Regions from separate parts of the Ovis aries genome. Here region 2 is linked to region 1. Evidence: chromatin contacts called from public Hi-C data. All regions are on one chromosome and are shown on one strand. Each heading gives the region's core, a stretch centred on a gene start, on an enhancer-like site or on the middle of the called end of the contact. The rest is flanking DNA. Distances are from core to core; before and after follow the strand shown.

Evidence for each region. A called contact is a pair of places that touch in the nucleus more often than the background predicts.
Region 2: a Hi-C map of skin fibroblasts shows a contact between it and region 1, with 2.8 times the contacts expected there. The contact joins the promoter of RAI14 here to the promoter of RAD1 in region 1. A contact is called at or near these places in 3 of 16 Hi-C or Micro-C datasets (muscle, skin fibroblasts and tail adipose tissue).

Annotation. Positions count from the first base shown.
Region 1 is chr16:39,398,301-39,403,778 of ARS-UI_Ramb_v3.0, forward strand. RAD1 (RAD1 checkpoint DNA exonuclease) reads left to right here and starts at 2,557. Exons shown (of 6, transcript XM_042233890.2): 1 at 2,557-2,632; 2 at 3,230-3,457; 3 at 4,723-4,831. The coding sequence starts at 2,630. It overlaps BRIX1 (biogenesis of ribosomes BRX1), which reads right to left and starts at 2,525. Exons shown (of 10, transcript XM_004017057.5): 1 at 2,346-2,525; 2 at 99-210. The coding sequence starts at 2,504.
Region 2 is chr16:39,645,387-39,650,864 of ARS-UI_Ramb_v3.0, forward strand. It overlaps RAI14 (retinoic acid induced 14), which reads right to left and starts at 2,266. Exons shown (of 19, transcript XM_060400547.1): 1 at 2,154-2,266.

The sequences.
Region 1 (5,478 bases), core at 1,307-3,806:
TACCTGACATGCTGAACGAATAAAGTGTGACTAGAAGTGAAAATATAAACAGGCAAGTTTACAAATACGAAATTTTAACACATATGATATAAAAGCACCTGCTTTAGAATGAGGCATCAACATTCTCAAGTCTTGCATTAAATGTCTTGTTCTGAAATTTATTCCTCTAGAAGAAAAGATGAGAATCCGTTCCTTATTTTTCCACTTTCCCTAAAGGAAAAAAGTGTGAGAATTTTAACACTTCATGGTGAATCTATCTTGTTTAAAAATAAATGCTTCCATGTAGCAACTCAAACAATCCTGACCTCAGCCTTTAATTCAATCTCAGTAGCATTTACTGACCCCAGCTGCTACCCAGAAACCTCCTTGGCTTCCTTTCGTTTTTCTTCAATTTCTCCAGTTCCTCCTCCTGATTATGACAGTTCTCATAATCACTCTCACAGCTTTCACTGTCAACTAACTCTACAGAAAGATAAGGAACTCTTTCTAGCTCAAATAATCCAGTATCTGACTTACCTCAAATTCAACTTTAGGATACCAAATCTTAAAATCTAGCAAACATCCTTACTATTTTTCTGATGATGTCACCATCATTTCAGTCCCCCATGCTTTGAATCTTCCATTTGCCCTTATATCATAAGTACCAGTAAATGCTGTCAATTTCTCTTTCCAACAACTCTTAGTCCTCTCTTAGTGATACTGCCTTCAAGGTTCAGATTCTTATAATCTCATAACAATTGCAGATCTTCAAACGCTAGTCCTCCCTACCAAGAGCTCCTCCAATAGACAAGGTGGACTACCCCCTGCTTGCTCCAATCACATCTTTATCTTCCAGGGTTTTCTAAACAAAGTTCAAAATGACACAGCTTAACACTAGATTCTGAAGTACATTTATATTTCTACCTACACTTTAGCCAATTTGGCTTTTTTTTCCCAAGTCCAGCACTTCATCCACTTCAACGCCTCTGATTAGTTTTTTTCTCTCCCTCTGGACTTATATTGTTCCCTCTTATTTCTAAACATCGAAATTTTGGCCTCACCTTGGGATCCAATTCAAAGGCTGAATCCTTCATGATCCCTTACCTGGTTATTCTAAAGGAATGTTTATCTCCTGCACTTAAATAAAAAATTTCATATTATGACTCAGATGACAGATACCATCACATTTCTTTTTAGTTCCTTAAGGGAAGAGTGAAAATACTAACATTTACAGAAAATCTACAAGAAGTCCAGTTTACTCTTCACAAAAAGTAAACTACATTTTCTTCCTTAATTTGCAAGTGAGAAGAGTTCAAAATGTCCCCGTTAATTAATATCAGGGTTAGAATGCAAGCTAATCTTTCATTCCTCAAAGCTAACTCCTTTCCCAGTGCTTGCCACATTTACCCATCATTCACTACGCGGTATATACAGATCTATGCTAAGCTGTGGTGGAGGTGGCAGGAGAGGACAGAAGGAAATCACTAAATCAGACCAACTGTCTCCACAGTATTTTATCTAGCTTAAGGAGCTCTCAGATGAATGAAAGATTCAACAACTTGTGTTCACCTTCTTCTGAATAAAAACCACCAACTTGAACGTATCAGTTCTTAGTTTCCTTCTAAACTCCAACATTTTAGGAGAAAGTGGTCTCGCAATCCCGAAGCACGGAAAACTTAACTTCTTACAGTGCTTGGCATATTAAAACTTTGACGAGTACACCTAAAACTCATAGTATCTACTCTAGTTTTTCGTACCCCTTGAGAGTTACAAATCAAACAAGTTGGGGATGGAATGGGAATGAGGTTCAAGAAAGAATGGTTATATGTGTACTTTTGGCTGATTCACGTTGTTGTACATTACAAAACTGTACAACACGACATTGTAAAGCAATTAAAAGTAAAATTTAAAAAATCACGTCTAAAGCATAGTCCCAAAGGACAGTAGCTTTTTAAAGAACCGCATAACCAACTTCAACATTCAAAATACGGGAATATTCTGGATATCCCATCACTGGAAGGGATATATACTCGAGGGAGACAAGCAAGTTTAAGGAAGAATTCCTTCCTCCGACAACAACAAAAAACGAAGGAAATGAAGACCAAACACTGTAACAGTCCCCGAAAGTCGCTTCTCGGCGAGGCAGGTAACATCTTTGAAATCGGTCAAGTTGCTCAGTCAGCAGCCTGCCAAGAATGCAGCCACGTGCACTAGGGTTAGACGTAAACGCGGCAGCTGGTCCCGCCGGGAGAACCGAGACGAAGCTCCCGTTTAACACCCCCAGCATCTCTGAAACCCCCCGAGCGGGAATCAGGTAGGTACCACAACGAAAGCGCGTGGAGCCGCGGCCGCAAAGCCTCCTTTACCTTGCAAACTGGGCCTGGGATACGATCTTTCTCTTCTTCCGCCGCCTCCTCTGATACTTCGTTAGGCTTAGCCGGCAGCTTGCCATCTTTCGCGTCTCTTTTCAGCTTTTTCGCCTGAACCGCCAAGCCTCCACGCCGTTTCCTCTTGGTCGCTGCCATCTTGCCCCGCGCCTTCACTCTGGGCCTTCCTTCCGGCTCTGCCGGTCGCTCCGCCTTCCTGTCTCTATGGTCCCGGTCTCCAGCTCCACAGTCCTGCAGCTCTATGGTGCCTCTTTTCCGTCTTTATGGTACGGCCCGGTCGGCTCTCTAGGCCTCTTCTATCTCTGTGGTGACGGTGGCCGAGGTGGCCGGCATATCTGAATAGAGTGGCGGGAGCCGCTCCACTTCCTCCGCAGTTTTTTAGGCGCTGCGTCCGGGCGCTGCACAAAGGTAGGGTTTCGGCCCTGGGGATCCCAAGACAAGTCTGTAAGCGGGTCGTGGGCTGGTGAGTGGTGGTGGCTGGTTGTCTGGGTCTCTTGGAGGACCTTCCAAGGACTCAAGCCCGCCCCCCTAGCGCATATCCTGTTAGAAGTAAGATTGGAGGCGAAGGACAGCTCTTTTCTGACTGAGGAAGCGGAGCCTCTGTTTGGCTTGGCGAAACTAACCCCCAGTGACCGTGTTAGTTGCGTATTTCTGTCCTTCGTAACTTTTCGTGTTACTGTCCCCTTACTAAAGACGACGAAACCCTAGTTTACAGGGTAATTTCCCCCAAAGTTAGAGATAGTTAAGTGGCAGAGGTGGGGTTTCAGTCCCTTCTTCGAGGCTTCTTCCACTCGGCTCAGCGCAGGTTGAAATCGCGGGCCTCGTCAGCCTGTACAGGGAGTTTTATTGTCCGATCTCATCAGGAGCATCCCTCGGGGCCGAATGCGCCGTGGACCATGCCCCTCCTAACCCAGAGGATCCCAGACGAGAATGATTACTGCTTAGTGGCCAGCCTTGACAACGTCAGGAACCTCTCCACTATCTTGAAGGCTATTCATTTCCGAGAACATGCCACGTGTTTCGCTACTAAAAATGGAATCAAGGTTACAGTGGAAAACGCAAAATGTGTACAAGCAAATGCTTTTATTCAGGTATGGAAGTTGGCACCTTTAATCCAGTGACATATGACATTCTTCACCCAGCTCAATGAATTCCAAGGGTCCTCATTTAAGTTGGAGCACAAAATATCATTATTTGAATTCTTTTTCTCTCCTGATAACAAATCCTTTTCCTATCCTGTTTTACAGAGATAATGGTTAATAATGTCTAAAATGTATTAAACTGTAGGTGGGCACTTTTCCTGAGTGTTTTGTATGTTTATGTGTTTAAATACTTTAATCCTCACAACAACAGTGGTTTAGATGTAGTTTCTTTAGTTCTAGGTAACATATGTTTACTATGAGCAAGGGTACTGAAGTTCCTATAACTACAGATCATCAGCACTTTTTCTCACATAACTCGAAAACTGAAACGATTTGTGTTTGAACTGTCAGTTGGTGTCTGTACTAGAATGAGTGCTTTTGTGTAGAAAATGACAATGTCCATCATGAGTGCCAAAACTGTCCTGATGGCAGCTAAACTTTGAAGTGGTCTTTGAATACTTTTAATAAATGTATTTTGATAAATTTTAAAAAAAAGTCACAACAGTCCTATGAGGTGGTTCTATTATTATTCCCATTTTACATTTGTGGAAACTGAGATACTATGTAAGTGACTTGTCAGCAGTCCTATAGCTGGCGAGTGGCTTAGTTGGGATGAGAACCCACAACATTTGTTTCTGTAGTATATGCTCTTTTGCACTACTTCCCTATTATTATTTTTTCCTCTTCTTGGTTATAATCTGTTTGTTCTTACAAAGTAATAGTTGTATGGTTCAGATAGGATTTCACATTTAATTTAGCATTTTTTTGGAACACCTAAGGGCACAGTATGACCTCAGGTATAGAGGGATTAATCAGACATGGTTCCTGTCCTCAAAAGAAATTGAGAGTCAGTTATTACTCATGCATTGTCTAATTTGTTTGGCTCTTTTCCACACGACCTTAGCCCAACTGATAGGTACAAAAAGGAGACAAGGGAGAGTCATGTAGGAGATAGCTTAGCTCCAAGGAGCTAGATGAAGGACCTTTTCATAAAGTTTTGCATCAGACTGAAATCAGTTATACCTTCAACTACTGAGTAGTAGTATTCTAGTGGATCTCAGTTGAAAAAGTTTAAGATGTGTTTGATAATCAGAAATTATTTTCATGGGTTTAGCACAATATTGTTATTTTAAAAACATAAAGTGAGCTCTAGAATTGTATATGTGCATTTTCATTCTTTAACATACATTTTCACATTTACTTTTTTTTTATAGGCTGGAATATTTCAAGAGTTTAGAGTTCAAGAAGAGTCTGTTACTTTTCGAATTAATTTAACTGTCCTTTTAGACTGTTTGTCTATTTTTGGATCAAGTCCTGTGCCAGGTGAACTATTTTATTGTCATTATAATAACATAAAAGCATTTCTGGATGGTCAGAAAAATACAGGAAAATTATTAGAATATAAGTAATATAAACATTTGTTTAAAAAATTAATTGCCAATTTGTTTTTCATTTGCCACAATCATGTATTCTGATTTTTCATAATATTAGTAGATGCTAATGGTTCTTATATTTACATTCACCTTTTAATTTATAAAGCTTTTAGGATTTTAAATTTGAACTAATCAAAAGAATACTTTGAACATGTCTTAAATATGTTTAACATTGAGAAATATATTTTAATTGCTTCTTTTCCCTAATTTGTCAAGAATTATAGTTAGTGGCAGAGAAAATAGATACCAGTTGTCCTGACTCCCAGTTCACTGTGTTTGACATTTGCTCCTTTTTCTTTAAGCCCTATTTATAAATTAAGTTTATTTTCCTAAATGCTTTTCTTTAAAATAGTCATATACTTTTAGAAATAGTTAAAACTACAGGGAAACCCCAGAAGGATGATTTTTACTTCATAGGAAAGGATCAGTTATGGTCCTCTAGAAAATATGTTTTAATTTTGTACTGACAATTCCATTATTATTGGAATTGGTTAAAATTATAATTTTCTAATGCAGTGATCCCCAACTGGTTTTCCA
Region 2 (5,478 bases), core at 1,016-3,515, 250 kb after region 1:
TTCAGTTGCAGTTTAATTTTAACGAGAGGGGGATATGAAGCAAATATGGAAAGATTAGTAACTCAAACATAAGTAGTGGAAAATGGAAGCCTTACTATGTTCTCTTTATGTATGTTTGAAATTGTTCATGCTTTTACTTTAAAACAGGAAGGACAGAAGGAAGGGATAGACAAAGCTCCTCCGCCACATTCCAGTAACTCCAAGGCCAAGTTTCCCTAACTTTCAAAGCTCAGGTTCTTCACCGTTAAGAGGTGAGTGATGCTAAATGTGCGTGCCTCAAAGATGCTACAGAAGTGGCAGTCTGGAGACAGAACTTCATTGTCAGATACAATTCTGGCAGACAAGGGCACTACATCGTGTCCCCATTGAATCTCCAGGGCCCAGCAGCCATTACTTTATTTCAATTTTATAGATAATAGTAATAAGATTTTTCAAGAGGGTTATAACCCCCACCCCCACCCCCAAAAAAGGCATAAAAACACATCTAAGGAGTGTAAATGACACAACAAATGCTTTACTGAAGCATCTCAATGAATGCAGATAGCCCAGAATGGACCACCTCTCCCACTCCAAGTCATGCAAGGACTAGTTAAAAATTGTTTAAGAACAGGATAAAATTCCTCACATAAAGTCAACTATTTTACAAGAAAAAGAGAAAAAAATATGACACTGGTTAAGCATCACTAAGAAAGGATAATCAGATTACATCCATCAGTAATAAGATTCCCAGCCACACCTGTAAACAGGACTCCGCAGGCTGGAGACCAAGCAATCAAAATCCAGCCTCCCTGTGATGCGCTGTCTCCTTTGAAAGTTTGTCCAAACCTCAAGAAGGTGAGACTCTCCTCGCTAAGATGAGCTTCTGCTACGTCTTACTGACCGACAAAACCAACTCCTCTCTCAGCCAAGCTCTGAGGAGCTTGAGATCCCATTCTCCAGAGAACCGGCAATGTTTCCCCATTCCAGGGCGCTCGGGAGTCTCCTCTCCCGGAAAGAAAACAGAGCCCGTCTAAATCACCTGTGAGCCTGCGGCCAAGCGAAGCCGCAGGTCCAGGTGAGCGACCTCGAGTTCGCACATTTCCCCAATCATCGGAAACGAAGTTGCGCTGAGCCGGGCTCTTCGGAGAAGCGCAAGCCTAGCCACAGGACTCAGCGCTGGGAGATCACTTGCAACCTCTCCACTTTACCCCGGGCTCCATCTACCGCGTCTGCGGTCTCTCCCGGCTCTCGGCCCCACCCCCCTCCACAAAAGCGGGGTACGAGGTCCACAGCAAAGGACAGCGCGAGCCTAGGGTTAGCTGACGAACTCTGCAAACTGCAGAAACTAAACCGCGGGCACACTACCTGCCCGAGCCAGCAGCGAAGGGAGGAGGGTGGATTAGGGAGGATACCCACCCTCCTGGGCAGAGGATGGGGTAGATGGCGGGCGGGCGCCCCTCTTGCGGCTCCAAGAACTCCCTCCTCCCGAAGTCTGCTCGAACTCCAGCATCCCTCCTCCCGGCCCTCCTCGGAGCTGCGGTGGGAAAAAGGACCCGAAAGACGGGGGAGCTGGGGCGCAGTTGGAGGCCCGGAGTGGTCCCGCCTGCACCCTGAGGGCTCCCGGAGTCAGGAGGAGAACAATAGCAGACCCTCGGTCGCCCGAGCCCTCCGAGTCTCCCGCTCGCGCCTTCTTCCCCAGCTCCTCCAAGTTCAGCGCGGAGGCGGGTCGAGTCCAGAATCGGGGATCTGGGGGAGCCAGACGCCGGGCGGACCGGGCAGGTGGGACTGGGAGCGGGCTCGGGGTACCCAGAACGCCCCGCCGGCGGTGGGGGGGGCTAGTCATTCATTCCCACCCGCGGTCCCTCCGCACCTACCCCTGCCCCAGCCGGCCTGCGAGTGACGGGGAATCAGCAGGAGAAAGCCCCTCTCCTAACTTGGCGCGCCCTCCCTCTCTACTCGGACCCCCACTATTCCTCTCTTCCTCTGTTTCTCCTCCTGCCCTCTGCAGACGCTTGGCGGCAGGCGAGGAAAAGGGACTGGCGGCGGGACCCTCGCAGCCACTCCGCCCTGCGCGTCCTCCGCGCCTCCTACCGTCATCGGAGTCCCAGACACAAAGGCGGGGACCCGAGCTGAGGACCCCGCGGCCGGGAAGCCTCCCGACGCCGCGCACTCACCCCATCTAGGCGGCAGCAGCGACTCCCCGGGTCGGCCCCGCTGGCTGCGCCACCCCGCCCGCCGCTTCCCCAGGAAAACGCGGCCGCCGGGCTCGCTTCCTGCTCGGCTTCCTGAGCCTCGGTCCCTCCTCCTCCTCCTCCCCCCGCTGCGGGGGTCCGTGGGCGCCGCGGCTCCGGGGCTGGGCCGGCGGGGCGGGGGCGGCGGCAGCACCACCACGTGGCCGCCCGGCGCCGGCCCCCGCCGACCCGGATCCCGCGGGAGCCGGGAGGGAGGTGCTAACCATTCCCCTCCTCTTCCACCGCGCGCGGCCCCAAATTCCGCGAGTCAGGTGATCCGGCCCCGCGCTCCGGCCGCAACCTGCGGGAGGTGCTCCTGGCCCGCGCGGCCCAAGCGTCCGCAGCCTGTTTGTAGTTTTCCACGGATCGTGGGATTCTGCCCCGTGGATCTGTTTGCATCATCGTCACCTGAAGCTAATGGAAACCACCGGTGTTCTGACCCCCTGGATTTTAGAAAGGATGAGATCCTGAATAGTATTCATTTCTGGTTAACGTCCAAAGTGTTGGTGTTTGCAAGTCACTAATCCAAGCGCCTTCTACCCAGAATCAAATCGGTCATAGTTTCCAAAATTATTGAACAGAAAGGAAACTAAAACCTGCTCAGAGTCTCTGCACTGAACCAGTTGGTCGGAGCGACTGTTTGCTGACGTTCATCAGGTGGCAAGAGAAAACTACCAGCCTTCAGCGCTGCTCGCGAGTTGGAAAGGAGACGCCTACTGTCTGAACTGAGAGGCACCCTGCGGAACGCCCTCCCTGTGGGGTCTGGGATGCTGAGGGACCCGGCCTCAGGCCCCTCAGAGCTCCTCTCCCTTCCCCAGCCCCCTGAGCCCCTGCGTTTGAATCGTAATGGACTCTTGCTTCAACTCCAAAGGATTTCAAAGCTTTCCGCCTCTCCATTAATTTGGGACGCCTTTGCGATTCATTCTGGTTATGCCAACCAGCTATGGCTTTAAAAGTCTTTTCACCAAAGCCCCTGTGTTCTGTTAACTCCAAGTCCTTTGCAGGAAGCTTTCTGGAAATAAATATGTGGTATGAGTCCCTTTTTGGTGAGATAAAATCAAATTCAAAGCAATTGAATTTTTTAAAAAATTCCAACACAAATGAAATTCACCTAAGTTCAGTTTATAATGTCTTAAACAGATCCTCACGACTACCAGTCAGACTTTATCTGTACCCCTACCTCCCCACTACCACCACCACCAGCAACAAGCCAAAGGAACAGCCTGTCTTAGCTTTAACAGGTAACATCAGAGACAAAAGCTATGTAACTAGCTGCACGGTCTTCCCTGCCTAAATCATAGGTCAGCAATTTCTTAGAGAAGTGATGAATAGCTGGTTTAAAGCAAGATGTACCCTCCTCTTCCTGTCTTTTATCCCTCTCAAATAAAATCATCCTCTAAAAGACGTCATAAACTTCTTTTTGGTTCAATGCTGGCAATTTCCACAGAACAGTTATTCATTGCAGTTCACATGAATGGTGTAATGTAGGGTATTTTGGGGGAACCATATTGCCACGTGTTAGTTTTCTGTTCCCATTTCAGCAGGTCAGTCTCGCTAAACAGTGGCAGCTGGGAAGATGTGCACTGGAGCACACTGTCCTGTGCTGCCTTGAAAAGTTGTGTGCTGTGCTTAGTCGCTCAGTGGTGTCCAGCTCTTTGTGACCCCCATGGACTGCAGCTCTCCAGGCTCCTCTGTTGATGGGGATTCTCCAGGCAAGAATATTGAAGTGAGTTGCCGTGCCCTCCTCCACGGGATCTCCCCGCCCCAGGGATGAAACCCACCTCTCTTGCCTCTCCTGCATTGCAGGCGGGTTCTTACCACTAGCGCCCCAGCTACAGAATACGCACCACCTTCCACCAACCCTGGGATTGAACCCAGGTCTCCAGCACTGCAGGGGGCGGGGGGGGGGGGAGAGGGAGGGAGTGGGGGCTGTGGGGGGTTCTTTACCGTCTGAGCCACCAGGGAAGCCCGCCTTGGAAAGTTAACATGTGCATATTCTGTAGCTGGGGCTTCCCAGCTGGTGGTAGTGGTAAAGAACCTTGCCTGGAGAATCCCATGGACAGAGAAGCCTGGTGAGATACAGTCCCTAGGGTCGCAAAGAGTCGGACTGAAGCGACTTCACACACACACGTTCTGTAGCTGAAGGAGTTAAAAGAGCAAACAATAATTGTGTAAGGCTTCCCTGATGGCTAAGATGGTAAAGAATCTCCCTGCAATGCCAGAGATCCAGGTTCCATCCCTGCGTTAGGAAGATCTCCTGGAGAAGGGAATGGCAACCCACTCCGGTATTCATACCTGGAGAATTCCATGGACAGAGGAGCCTGGCAGGCTACAGTCCATTGTGCTGCAAACAGTTGGATACAACTGAGTGTTTAACACACACAGGATCATCAACATTTTATTCATAAAATAAGAACATTATTCATAGAATAAATTATTTTTCTCTTTTACACGACCAGACCCTGTCCCAGCCACCTGCCTGGGAGTCCACCCACCTTTGTGAGCTCTGAATGGTTCCCACAGGTGGCTCGTGTGCTTATTCTCCTTAATTTATAATCCCACCTTTTCCATCAGCAAGTCCAGCTCCAAGTGAAAGATTGTTGTGGAGGAAAGGACTCTTATAGTTAATCCACTGTGCTAAGACCCTTTTCCAGATCTCCACCTCTGTTGAAATGGAGACCACCAGCTTCAGACCAGCTTCACAACAGAAGTTCTGCCCCTGTAGGGAGATTGGTGGTCAAGTGTATGTCTGAGCAGGGTCTTCTCATTGGTTGTTTTCACCCAGGCCTTTTAGAAAATGCTAATTGGGATTGGGATACATTGATGAGACCCTCTGATGGAGACCTTGCCCAGCTGAAAGGGTTTGAGACATGGAAGCATCTCAACTGCATAAAAATTTGGGGGGCTGTAAACAGCATGTTGAACTTCAATAGGAGAATAACCCCCAAATCAAAGTAACTATGGTGTGATGTATAGTATTGGGAGTAAGAAGAGCCAGGGGACCAGATTTCCCAACCCTTCTGTTTGACTCACTTTCCATTTGAACTTCACCACATATTTGGATCTCTCCTGGGCCACTTTCCCAGTCAAAGAGAACACTGAATTACATGGCCTCTAGAAGAAGGCAATGGCAACCGACTCCAGTACTATTTCCTGGAAAATCCCATGGATGGAGGAGCCTGGTGGGCTGCAGTCCATGGGGTCACTAAGAGTCGGGCACAACTAAGCGAATTCACTTTCACTTTTCACTTTCATGCATTGGAGAAGG